Regions from separate parts of the Mus musculus genome. Here region 1 is linked to region 2. A link is a contact called in public HiChIP or PLAC-seq data. All regions are on one chromosome and are shown on one strand. Each heading gives the region's core, a stretch centred on a gene start, on an enhancer-like site or on the middle of the called end of the contact. The rest is flanking DNA. Distances are from core to core; before and after follow the strand shown. Region 1 overlaps Ubr3 (ubiquitin protein ligase E3 component n-recognin 3). Region 2 holds the start of Ppig (peptidyl-prolyl isomerase G (cyclophilin G)).

The links. HiChIP or PLAC-seq counts read pairs in DNA pulled down with a chosen protein or histone mark.
Region 1: a BATF HiChIP or PLAC-seq map of CD8 T cells shows a contact between it and region 2, with 6 read pairs. The contact joins the enhancer-like site here to the promoter of Ppig in region 2. A contact is called at or near these places in 5 of 39 promoter capture datasets (the C10 cell line, cranial neural crest, hippocampal neurons and 1 more), 1 of 484 Hi-C or Micro-C datasets (cortical neurons), 3 of 115 datasets of contacts at active chromatin or transcription factors (CD8 T cells, effector CD8 T cells and memory CD8 T cells) and 3 of 9 other capture datasets (adipose tissue, liver and pancreatic islet).

The regions. Positions count from the first base shown.
Region 1 is chr2:69,991,765-69,996,756 of GRCm38.p6, forward strand. It overlaps Ubr3 (ubiquitin protein ligase E3 component n-recognin 3), which reads left to right. Exons shown (of 39, transcript NM_177783.6): 29 at 1,912-2,048. Among named protein-coding and RNA genes, the nearest start is that of Myo3b, 45 kb to the right of the region's middle. Within about 2 kb of position 3,202, at least 40 of the 459 cell types and tissues checked have an H3K27ac peak or open chromatin away from gene starts, as enhancers often do. A contact at or near this core is called in CD8 T cells, effector CD8 T cells and memory CD8 T cells, where this site is marked.
Region 2 is chr2:69,721,138-69,726,405 of GRCm38.p6, forward strand. It overlaps Ppig (peptidyl-prolyl isomerase G (cyclophilin G)), which reads left to right and starts at 1,951. Exons shown (of 14, transcript NM_001081086.1): 1 at 1,951-2,226.

The sequences.
Region 1 (4,992 bases), core at 1,952-4,451, 270 kb after region 2:
CCCTAAGTTACCCTGGGCCTTTATGCATTTAGTAGAAATTGATTTTTTTGAAGTTTGTGTCTTCTGTTTGTGCTCATTGAAAAGCAGAATGAAAATTGTAGAAGAAATTATCAGATGTTATGTTTTTCTTTAGTTAAAATCATTATAATTTTAATGTATTAAGACTATCATGAGCTTAAATTTTGTTCTTGTTAGAGTTATCATTGCTGTGATGGAACACCACGACCTTAAACAAGTACCACATCCCTGTTTATTATTGAAGGAAGTCAGCACAGGAGCTCAGATGGGGCGGAATCGCCCTGGCAGGAGCTGATGCAGAGGCCTGCTGCTTGGTCCTCATGACTTGCTCAACCTGCTTTCTTTCTTTTTTCTTTTTTGTTTTTTGTTTCTTTGAGATAGGGCTTCTCAGTACAACCAACCCAGACTGTCCTGTACTTGCTAGTAGAGGACCTTGAACCCGCAGAGATTTGCCTGCCTCCAGCTCCCAAGGGCTTGCCCTTGTAGGTCTAAGAAAAGGATCTACAAGTTTGCCTACAGCCTGATCTTATGGAGGCATTTTCTCAATTGAGGCTCCCTCATCTCTGATGACTCTAGCTTGTGTCAAGTTGACATAAAACTAGCCAGCACAAGCTTAAATGTGGTTAGACTCTTTAAAGATGTTGAAAAAAGAAAAAGCAAAGCAAAGCAAAAAGCATATGTGTTATTTTGCTTATTGAGCAATGGATACATTCTGAAAATGGCATCAGTAGATAATTTTGCCATTGTGTGAGCATCAAATTGTATTTATACAAACCAAATGGCTTTGATGTCTCTAGGTAATATAATTTTAAGGGACTACCAAAGTATATGTGGCCTATGCTGTACCATAGTACATGAGTCTCTGTCTCTGTCCCAATGTACAAATATAATATAGCATATAAGTATCAAATACATGTTTGAAAATATATCATTACTTATATTGACATTAAGATTGATAACCTGAGTTTAATTCCTAAGGACTCATGTGCTGGAAGGAGACAACTAACCACCCCAAGCCGTCCTGCGGCCTCTCCACATGTGCCATAGCATCCATGACCCCACCCACATATGTGTGTGCATGTGTACACATACCACATACATGTAATAAAAACTAAGAACGTTTATACACAGCTTTATTTACTCTGTGTGATCATTCACTACAAACTGGTCTTCTAGAATGTGAATTGGCTTAAATGATTCTGCTTTTTAATTCCCACCAACAGAATTTGTGTGGCTTAAGTTCTTAAAATGTTTTAGCTCTGTTGTAGATTTTTGTTATGGTTTCTAAAGGATGTGACTTTACTGCCATTCTACTTTTTTGTAGTGTTGGGAATTGAACTTGAGGCTTCTCACATAGTAGGCAGCTACTCTGCCATTAAACTAAGCTTTTGAAATAAAAGTTTGGACGTTAAACCATACAGATTTATGTCTTGGCATTTACTTTCTCAAATGAAGACTAACTTTAGAATCTGAGGGGTATTTGGTATGTAAATTTTATTCAAAATTTGCCAGAAAGTAAGGGAAATTGGTATTATATTTCTTTGAAAACTGAACTTAAATAAAGTCAACTTTTTGGGAAACATGGAACTGATTCTAAAATGTTATTTAGTATTATGTACTCATTAGATTAGAGTTTGTATTGCTAACTCAATAATTCATAATTGGGTTTTATCATAAATGGATATTACCAGTTGCCATCCAGAACTTGAGTAAGATAGATTCAGTCTTGATTAATTTTTCTTTATACACTAAATTGTGCAAAGTTGTTTATGTTACATCTACTTTGATTTAATGTTAATTTTCTAGTGTGTTTATATAATAAATATTTCAGTTTTAAGCTACTACTAAAGAAAAGTAATGTGAGTTTTATATGTATGTTCACTTTTTTTATAGTCAGAAACCAACTTAAGTAAAGAAATGGAATCTGTAATGAAAGATATAAAAAATACCACTCAGAAGAAATACAGAGACTATAGCAAGACCCCAGGCTCACCAGACAACGAGTTTCTCTTTATGTACTCTGTTGCTAGGTAGGTATGTGTAATATATATTAGTATTTCCTTAGTATTAGTTTTTTTTATTGTTTAGTGAATCTTTGTTTTATGTTACCATCTGTTTTTGTGTAAAGAAAGGATATGTATCTTTAATATTTGTTAAAAGTATATCTAGTTTTACAGCCTCCCAGGAAGTTACTTCCTGAAGTTATTTTTAAATTACTTGCTGAACAATTCGGCTGTTGTTGAACATCATGGAACATAAGGGGGAAAGTATATTATTAACACTTGGGGCTGATAAGTCCCTTAAAATATGGCATTTTACGTATGATGAAGTCTTGGCAAGTGCTTATGCTGAGAACTAAAACATAGTGTTACATGCCTTCATTACAAAAATGAAGGCTGCAAGAGAGGAACTTATTTCTTTGAACCAAGTGAGAGCTCTCCTAGTATGTTAAGAAATGCCAGCGAAGGAAGAGAAAGCAAGAAGCCAGGTGCTCTGACCTCTGCTCTGGCTGGCAGGGAAGCCAGATGCTCTGGCCTCTCTGCTCTGGCTGGCAGGGAAGCCAGGTGCTCTGGCCTCTCTGCTCTGGCTGGCAGGGAAGCCAGGTGCTCTGGCCTCTCTGCTCTGGCTGGCAGGGAAGCCAGGTGCTCTGGCCTCTCTGCTCTGGCTGGCAGGGAAGCCAGGTGCTCTGACCTCTCTGCTCTGGCTGGCAGGGAAGCCAGGTGCTCTGGCCTCTGCTCTGGCTGGCAGGGAAGCCAGGTGCTCTGACCTCTCTGCTCTGGCTGGCAGGCTCAGGGAAGCAGCACCTGTTCTCCTCTTTTGAGTTAGGGAGCATTAGCTTAATTTCTGAGTAGCTGGATCATCATCAATGCACACATCTAGGCAGAACTTTTGGAGAATATGTGAAAATGGAGAGCCGTAAAAGAAGGAAACAAGGAAGATAAGATGTAGGTATATACAACTAGACACAAACAAACACATCCTGCTAAAGCCGAAACTCTAGAGCCTCTTATATCCTTGCAAACATACTTCTTATTTTGTTTATATAATATTGTGGTTGGTAAGATCTAGAGAGATGATGGGACTTGAAGTCATCCAGCAACTTACTAGCAGAACTACAGGCTGGACTTGAGAGATCGTTTGAGTCAAGATTCAGTGGTTTTGGTTTTTCAGTTAGTCATCTTTCTTCCTGTCTTGTGTTCACCTCTTTTAGGTTGTGTTCTGTTTTTAATCTCTTTGCCCCACTCCCATAGCAGTGTAATAAAACAGTAAGTGAAAGAGTTTATGTAACCTTTAAAACCCAGGAAATGAATCCAGACTTAGAAGAATTTCAGCAAGCAAGTTAGCGCTCAAGATAAGGAAGCTACCTCACTCTTCAGACTGTAAACATAAATGCTGGACCCAGATTGGTCTAGAAGTGTCTGTGCATTAGAGAACGACGGCCTACTCTGTGGTCCTAGGCTGTTGTTATCCAGAATGCTTTGTTTGTTTGATTTTTAGATGGTGAGGTATATAATTATTATTTTGTTTCTGGGGAGTTACTGATTACTACATACTTATAACTATGCTTATAAAACGAAATTTAATTTAACTTTACTAAGGATCTAGGATCATGCATAGTTTCTGTACAATATGTAATTATTATATAGAAATATTGAATGCAGATAAGCTGTTGTATTTACACACATACTCCTCTCTGTCTCTCTCTGTCTCTGTCTCTCTCTCTCACACACACACACACACATCTCACTTGTATATCATGCCTTCAGTTTCACTAGAGTTGGCATTACTAGGAGGTCCTGAGATCCTGATTGGATGGGAATGATCAATACATGGAATTTTCCTGTAATATGATAAATTAAACAATTTCATTAAGGTAAATTTAGCTGCAATTTAGGTCCTTGTGTTTTGCCTTAAACTATAAGTAACTTATGAAAGAAGGCTATGGTAACAGTAAGATGGACTCAGTGTTCTTCTCTTTTATAGAGAAGCAAGGACAGGGATCAGATGGTAAAGGTGTGGGCAGAGGAACAGGAAGTCACGCTGCCTTCCCCATCCCTCTCTGAACCCTAGTAATAAACTCAGACCGTGAGACAGTGACTATCTGCTTAGAATAATCAAGCATGTGCAGAGTTTCAGTGAGCTTGCAGGCCTCCTGAAGTCTCACTTAGCTGTTGCGAAGAAAACAAATGAAGGCCAAAGTGACTCAAAATTAAAATCTGAATGAAGGAAAAAGGGTTTTATCATACTGAGCAGAACATAATGGCAAGGCTTTTATTTTCCTCTAACATGCAGCTTGTTTCAGTATTTTATTTAAATATTTAAGTCCTATGAAATATGTCAGTAACTACCTTTCAGAGAAAATATTTCTGAAACTATTAACTATTTATGAAAGAAGTTGCAGTCAAAAGTTATTCAAGTAAGTATTTATGAAATAAGTTGTAATTCAAGCTTACTTTAAATTACTTCATTTTTAATTCTTTGTGATTCCCAGAACTTGAAGATATATTTATATTTGGCATTTTATTATGACATAGCTCTAGTTTTGAGTTCAATTACTCCTTGCTGTGTAAGTAATTTTGTTTGTTCATTAGGGAGCATAAGACTTGATATTTGGGAAGAGAGTATTTCTTTTGATGGCTGGAGAACTCAGTATTTTGATGGAAAGGGTGCATGTCTTTGTTTTTAATTTGATTTATATGAGGACCCTTTTGGAAAAAAGTTGTTTTTTTTTTTTTTTTGAAAGCAACAGAAGGGAAATTTTTGGAATGTATTTTTGAAAATTAATTCTCAAATTAACCATACCAACTTTATATGTTTCAAGCTATTCTGAAATTTTTGTTCTGTTGCAAATATTAGTCATAAAAATGGACTATGAAGAGATTACACTGGGTAAGGCTTCCTTTAATATTAACTCATTACTGCATTACTGAAACTAAGACAAACATGACTTTCAGTAATTGATTTTCCCACCAA
Region 2 (5,268 bases), core at 701-3,200:
TATTTATGCCCATCCCCAGGCAGGGCTTCTCTGTGTAGCCCTGGCTGTCCAGAAACTCAACTCTGTAGACCAGACTGCCCTCAACTTCATAGAGATCTGCCTGCCTCTGCTGGGATTAGAAGTGTGCACAACCATTTCCTAGCAATGTTTGCAATTTTTAAAAGATATATCTGTTCATTTCTCTGTATATGTCTATGTCCATGCATGTGAGCTTGAACATGTGTATTCAAATGCATGTGCATTGCCGTCAGAGAGGACACTGTGTGGCCTTGTCTATTGTTCTCTATCTAATCATTTTGAGTCAAGTTTTCTCCCCAAATCTGGGATGTTCTCAGCTAGGCTGGAAGCCAGAGAGTCTTGGGACCTATCTCTATTCACTTTTTTTGAGCTGGGATTACAGGTTTGCACACGAAGCCTCTCTTATTATGTGGGTGTACGGATCTGAATTCTGGGCCTCGCAGTTGCACAGCAAGAGCTCCAATTTGCTATGTCTCCAGCCCGAGTTCCTGAAACTTGCTTGTGAGTTTTGGGAGTTTCATCCTGATTTCCCTCCAGGAGGAAACATTTCTGTCCAGATGAAATAACTGTACAACACTCTGCCTTACTTCAATCTTCTAAATTCTGTGTAGGTCTCTGTAGCCTCAATCTTAGAGATCCGACTACCTCTGCCTCCTAAGTGCTGGGATCAAAGATGTCCACCGCCACTGTGTGGCATCCTAGATTTAATTTTTACAATGGAATTCCTTTTTGTTTGTTTCTGGCTTTAAAAGATCGATTTCTCTCACAAATTAAGATCTTAGGTGAATGAGCCCGATAGGAGGCATTTCTGCTCCATGTAGTTATTCTGGGATCTAAATTCCTTCCATTATGTTATTCTAATGCCTGCCAGTTCCTTGTTTGTGGATGATTAGAATATATTGGCAAATGAAGAAAATAAGAGGCAATGTCTTAAAGCCTAGAGCAGCATGCCACTTTGTCTCAAATTTCATCCTCGAAAATTAAATCACATGGCCAAGGGCTGGCGAGATGGCTCAGCCATTAGGAGCACTTGTGGCTCTTGAAGGAAGACCCATATTGAGTGTCTCGTAATGCTTTTAACTCCAGTTTGGGGACGGGGAGGATCTGACACCCTGTTCTGACCTCTGCAAGCAGTTATAGATATACAGTGCATATACACACAGGCACAAATACAACCATATTAAAATAGGACCAGGCATTTGGGATAAGAGGCAGAGGCAGGGTAATCTCTTAAAGAGTTTGATGTCAGCCTGATCTACGTAGAGAGCTCCAAGGCAGCCAAGGTATATAGTAAGACCCGGTCTCAATAAAATGTTAATCCCCGACTACTGGGATTAAAGGCATGCGCTACCACGTCCCGAAAGTAGCTCATCTTTGTTACTAGCTTTTGAGCGTTTGCTGAAGGTTCCTTGGAGGCAGAACGTCTCTCTAAATACCTCGACAGAGGATGTCACTGTTTATAAAGTGATGCGCATCATTTCGGGAGCGCTGTGACATTCTGACGGATCCACACCGATCCAATCAACTCTCAGAAACCATCAAGCGACCCGTCGGGAACGTATTTTAAAAGGCAGAAGAGACCCTACAAGCTCAAGGAGAAGATGCTGACGTCAGCCCGGGAACGCCGGGAGTCGCCGGCACCCATCCCTGACGTACTTCCGGCGCGACACCTTCCCTCCACGCCTGGCCTGGGCTGTGGGGGAGGGAGGCGGTTAGTGGGCTTTAGCGCCTTTCCTGACGGCGGTAGATTTGAAGCGCTTTCCAGGACCGGGCCGGGAGACGAGAAGCCCGCGGCGGGGCAGGTGAGGGATGCGAGAGCGTCTGTCGGCGCGGCGGCGTCTTCTGCGGGCCTTGGGGACGAGAGCGGGAAGGGCTCAGGGCGAGGGGCGGAGCCGCGGCGGGCCTCTGGGCCGAGGTAACCGTCTTTCCGTCGAGGTCTCTGGGCTGCTCGGGCTCGGAGGGGTGGCCCCGGGGACCGCGGCGCGGCCTGGGGCCCCGTGGTGGCCCGGCGGCTTGCAGCCGAGCCCCGGGGCGAAGGAAGCGGCTCTTCCTCTCCAGCCCCCGCCCTCCCGGCTCGGGCGCACACCTCCTCCCTGACGCATTTTGCCGCACAAGCTGTAATATGGCGGCAGCGACGGCAGCCTCGGCTCCCGGGAGCTAGGTTCGTTTTGGAGGCTTCAGAACCGGGAGACGGAGCGCTGCGGCGTGGTAGGTGGGACCTCTGGTTAGGGAAGGGGGAGGCGCAGCGCGAGGGCCTGTCAGGTTAGGGTTAGGGAGGGACGGGCGCAGAGCCAGGATCCCCGGGAATAAAATCGACCGCGGGCTCCGGTCCTCCCGACCTTTTCCTCCCGTAGGACAGCGGCTGGCGTGCATGCCTCAGTGACACAGGCCCTTGGTGTTAGGGACACTCCTAAAACTCAAATGCGAGATGTTAACCTCAGGGCCTTAGAAGTTTTCTCATGTTCCTGAGCGACTGGAAGCGGCCGGGCCTTTGGGGGAGGAGGATTCTGTTGAGGAGAAGATGGTTTCTGAACCCCGTTCGCCTTTAGGAGAAACGAACTGATTTTTTCCGTGTTTCCTCTTGATGTCGAACAAAGTCAACCGTAGCGGGCATCCGTTGTCTAATTGTTTTGGAAAACCTTATGGAAGCACCACCCTGTGCACTCAGTTTGATTTCTTAGCACGAATACATTACTTGCGCTAAGTAAAGATTAAGTAAAGACTCTCTTTGTTTGTTTGTTTTTGATCACCAGAACATTTAAGAAATAATACAGTGTTTTGAAAATTTGGAAGGTCCATATTAACTTTCAGAAGCTAAATCCAGAAAGGATAAGATTTGTGTTAGTGTCATTCCCATTGTATAAAGAATATGATGACTAGTAATTGCTATTTTGTAACAGATACTGGACAGTTCGAGGAAACCTTTTTTATAAGTTTTAAAAGATAGCCATAAGAGGAACTGCACAGATACTTAGAAAGGCTGCTTCTAACTTACCTAAAAGTGTAACTCCTGATTTGGTGTCACAATGTCTATAATCCCGGGCTGAAGAGAAAGGGTCACCAATCAAGGCCAGCCTGAACAACTTGATGAGACAAACAAAAACACCTTAGGGACCCCACTCTTTAATTTTAATAATGTGGAGTGTTATTAGTCATGTAATAGTTTACATTTCTCTCTGTTTAAAAGAAGCTAGTTGCTTAACAGTTTCTTTAAGCTTTATTAAATTGATTGGGTTGTTCTGCTCACTCCCTAAGTAGGTTGGTGTGTGTGTATGTATGTGTGTGTGTGTGTGTATATATATATATCAAAAATTGTATTTTTTATTTCTGTAGGCCAAAATTTGGACCTTGAGATGTGCAGGCAGTACTTCAAATATTCAGAGAAGACTGCTATAATTGGACCTTTGACTTTTACTGACAAGGCGCATTTTTTGCTTTGTTTGAGGTCTTTGGCATTTTTAGGGCAAGCACCACTGAGCTGTATTCCTAACCATTGGTCTCCACATTTGTTTGTGTGCATAGATTCAAGACTTCACAACTGAGGGCAAGTGCTAGATCACTGGACCACAAACTAACTCCTAAGTTTTCAGAATACCTGTTAGGTGGTGTTTTTCTACCAGCTCATTTTTTGCATACCAGTAGTTTGTGTATATCAAAAACATTAAAGAAAATGGTTCTATTTGGAAGAGCATAGGTGACTTTTCCTGACAACTCAAAATGTTAGCTTGTTTTACTTAATTCATCAGCAGTGTATACATTTGTAAATGTATGCAAATGTTACTAATTAGTTAATTTTCATTTCTTATTTGATCCATGTGCATACTTTAAGAGTGAGCTGATGAAGCTGGTTTGAATGTTAAAATGCTTCCCAAGCAGGAAATATTTTTAAAAGGTGGGATATATTTTTGCCCAGTTCTGGAGGTCTCAGTCCTGTTGGCCTGTTCCTTTGGATCCTGTGGCAAGGCATTACATGGTGGGGGACACACAGTAGAGCAAAATGCCTTCTTGTGGAGTCCAGGAAACAGAGGATGGAGGGAGGGGGCTGTCCCAATACTGCCTTCAAGGACTCACCTCCAGTGAGTCAACTTCATTCCATTAGTCCCCATCTCCTAAAAGATCCTCCATCTCCTGGTAGTGCCAAAGACTGGCTACCAAACCTTTAACATACTGCCTTTGGGGGACAATTAATGTCTAAACATCAAGAAAGTGTCTTTTAGACCTGACAAGGGAAGATGAATACAAAACAAATCTTCCAAGACTTGCTTAATGACAAACATCAATTGACATGCCAGTATGGATTAAGAAAATTTCAGAAGACCCTACCTCTAGATGAAGAGTTATTGTCAGTTGATGGCTGCTGAAAACGGGAAGATATTTAAGTTCTCTTCAGAGATGAGACCCTGATAGGTTATCCAATCCCAAATAGACCTAAAACACATGCACATGTGACCAACTTTAAAAGGGCCCAGGAGTTTGAATGTGTGTGTGTATAAAACAGAGGTCATGAATTTAAGGGGACTTTTGGGAGGATGTAGGAGAGGGGGTGTTAGAAGCAATTTAAATACAATAATACTCATGTATGGAATTCTCAAAATTTTTTAATTAAGTTTTTAAAAAAATCTAGATGTAACAAAGGTTCCCTTCTCTTTGTATTCAAAACTTAAGTCTTCCCTGGGAATAGTATTAAAAGTAATATAGGAGGCTGAAAAGTGACTCAGCAGGTAAAAGCATTTACTACTAAGTCTGAGGATCTGAATTCTCTCCCTGGAAGCCACATAGTGGAAGAAGAAAATTCCTCTCAGTTGTCCTCTGACCTACACACATGTGCATTACATATGCCTCCCCACTAAAAAAGTGTAGTCCTGTGTAGTCCTGGCTGTCCTGGAACTCACTTTGTAGACCAGGCTGGCCTCGAACTCAGAAATCCGCCTGCCTCCGCCTCCCGAGTGCTGGGATTAAAGGCGAGCGCCACCACGCCCGGCTATATGTCTCTTAAGATTCAGTTCAGTCACAGTACTCTAGAAACTTCTATCTCCAGGCTGAATGAGCCTCCCTGGGTGAAAATTATAAACTCATCTATAAATTCCACCAACCAAAATCTTCCTGGCTTTTTGTTTTGTTTTTAATTAGATATCTTCTTCATTTACATTTCAAATGCTATCCTGAAAGTCCCCAATATCCTCCCCCGGCACTTTTGGGTTGTTTTTAAAAAAACAAAAACACAAACAGCACCCCACACACACAAGATCT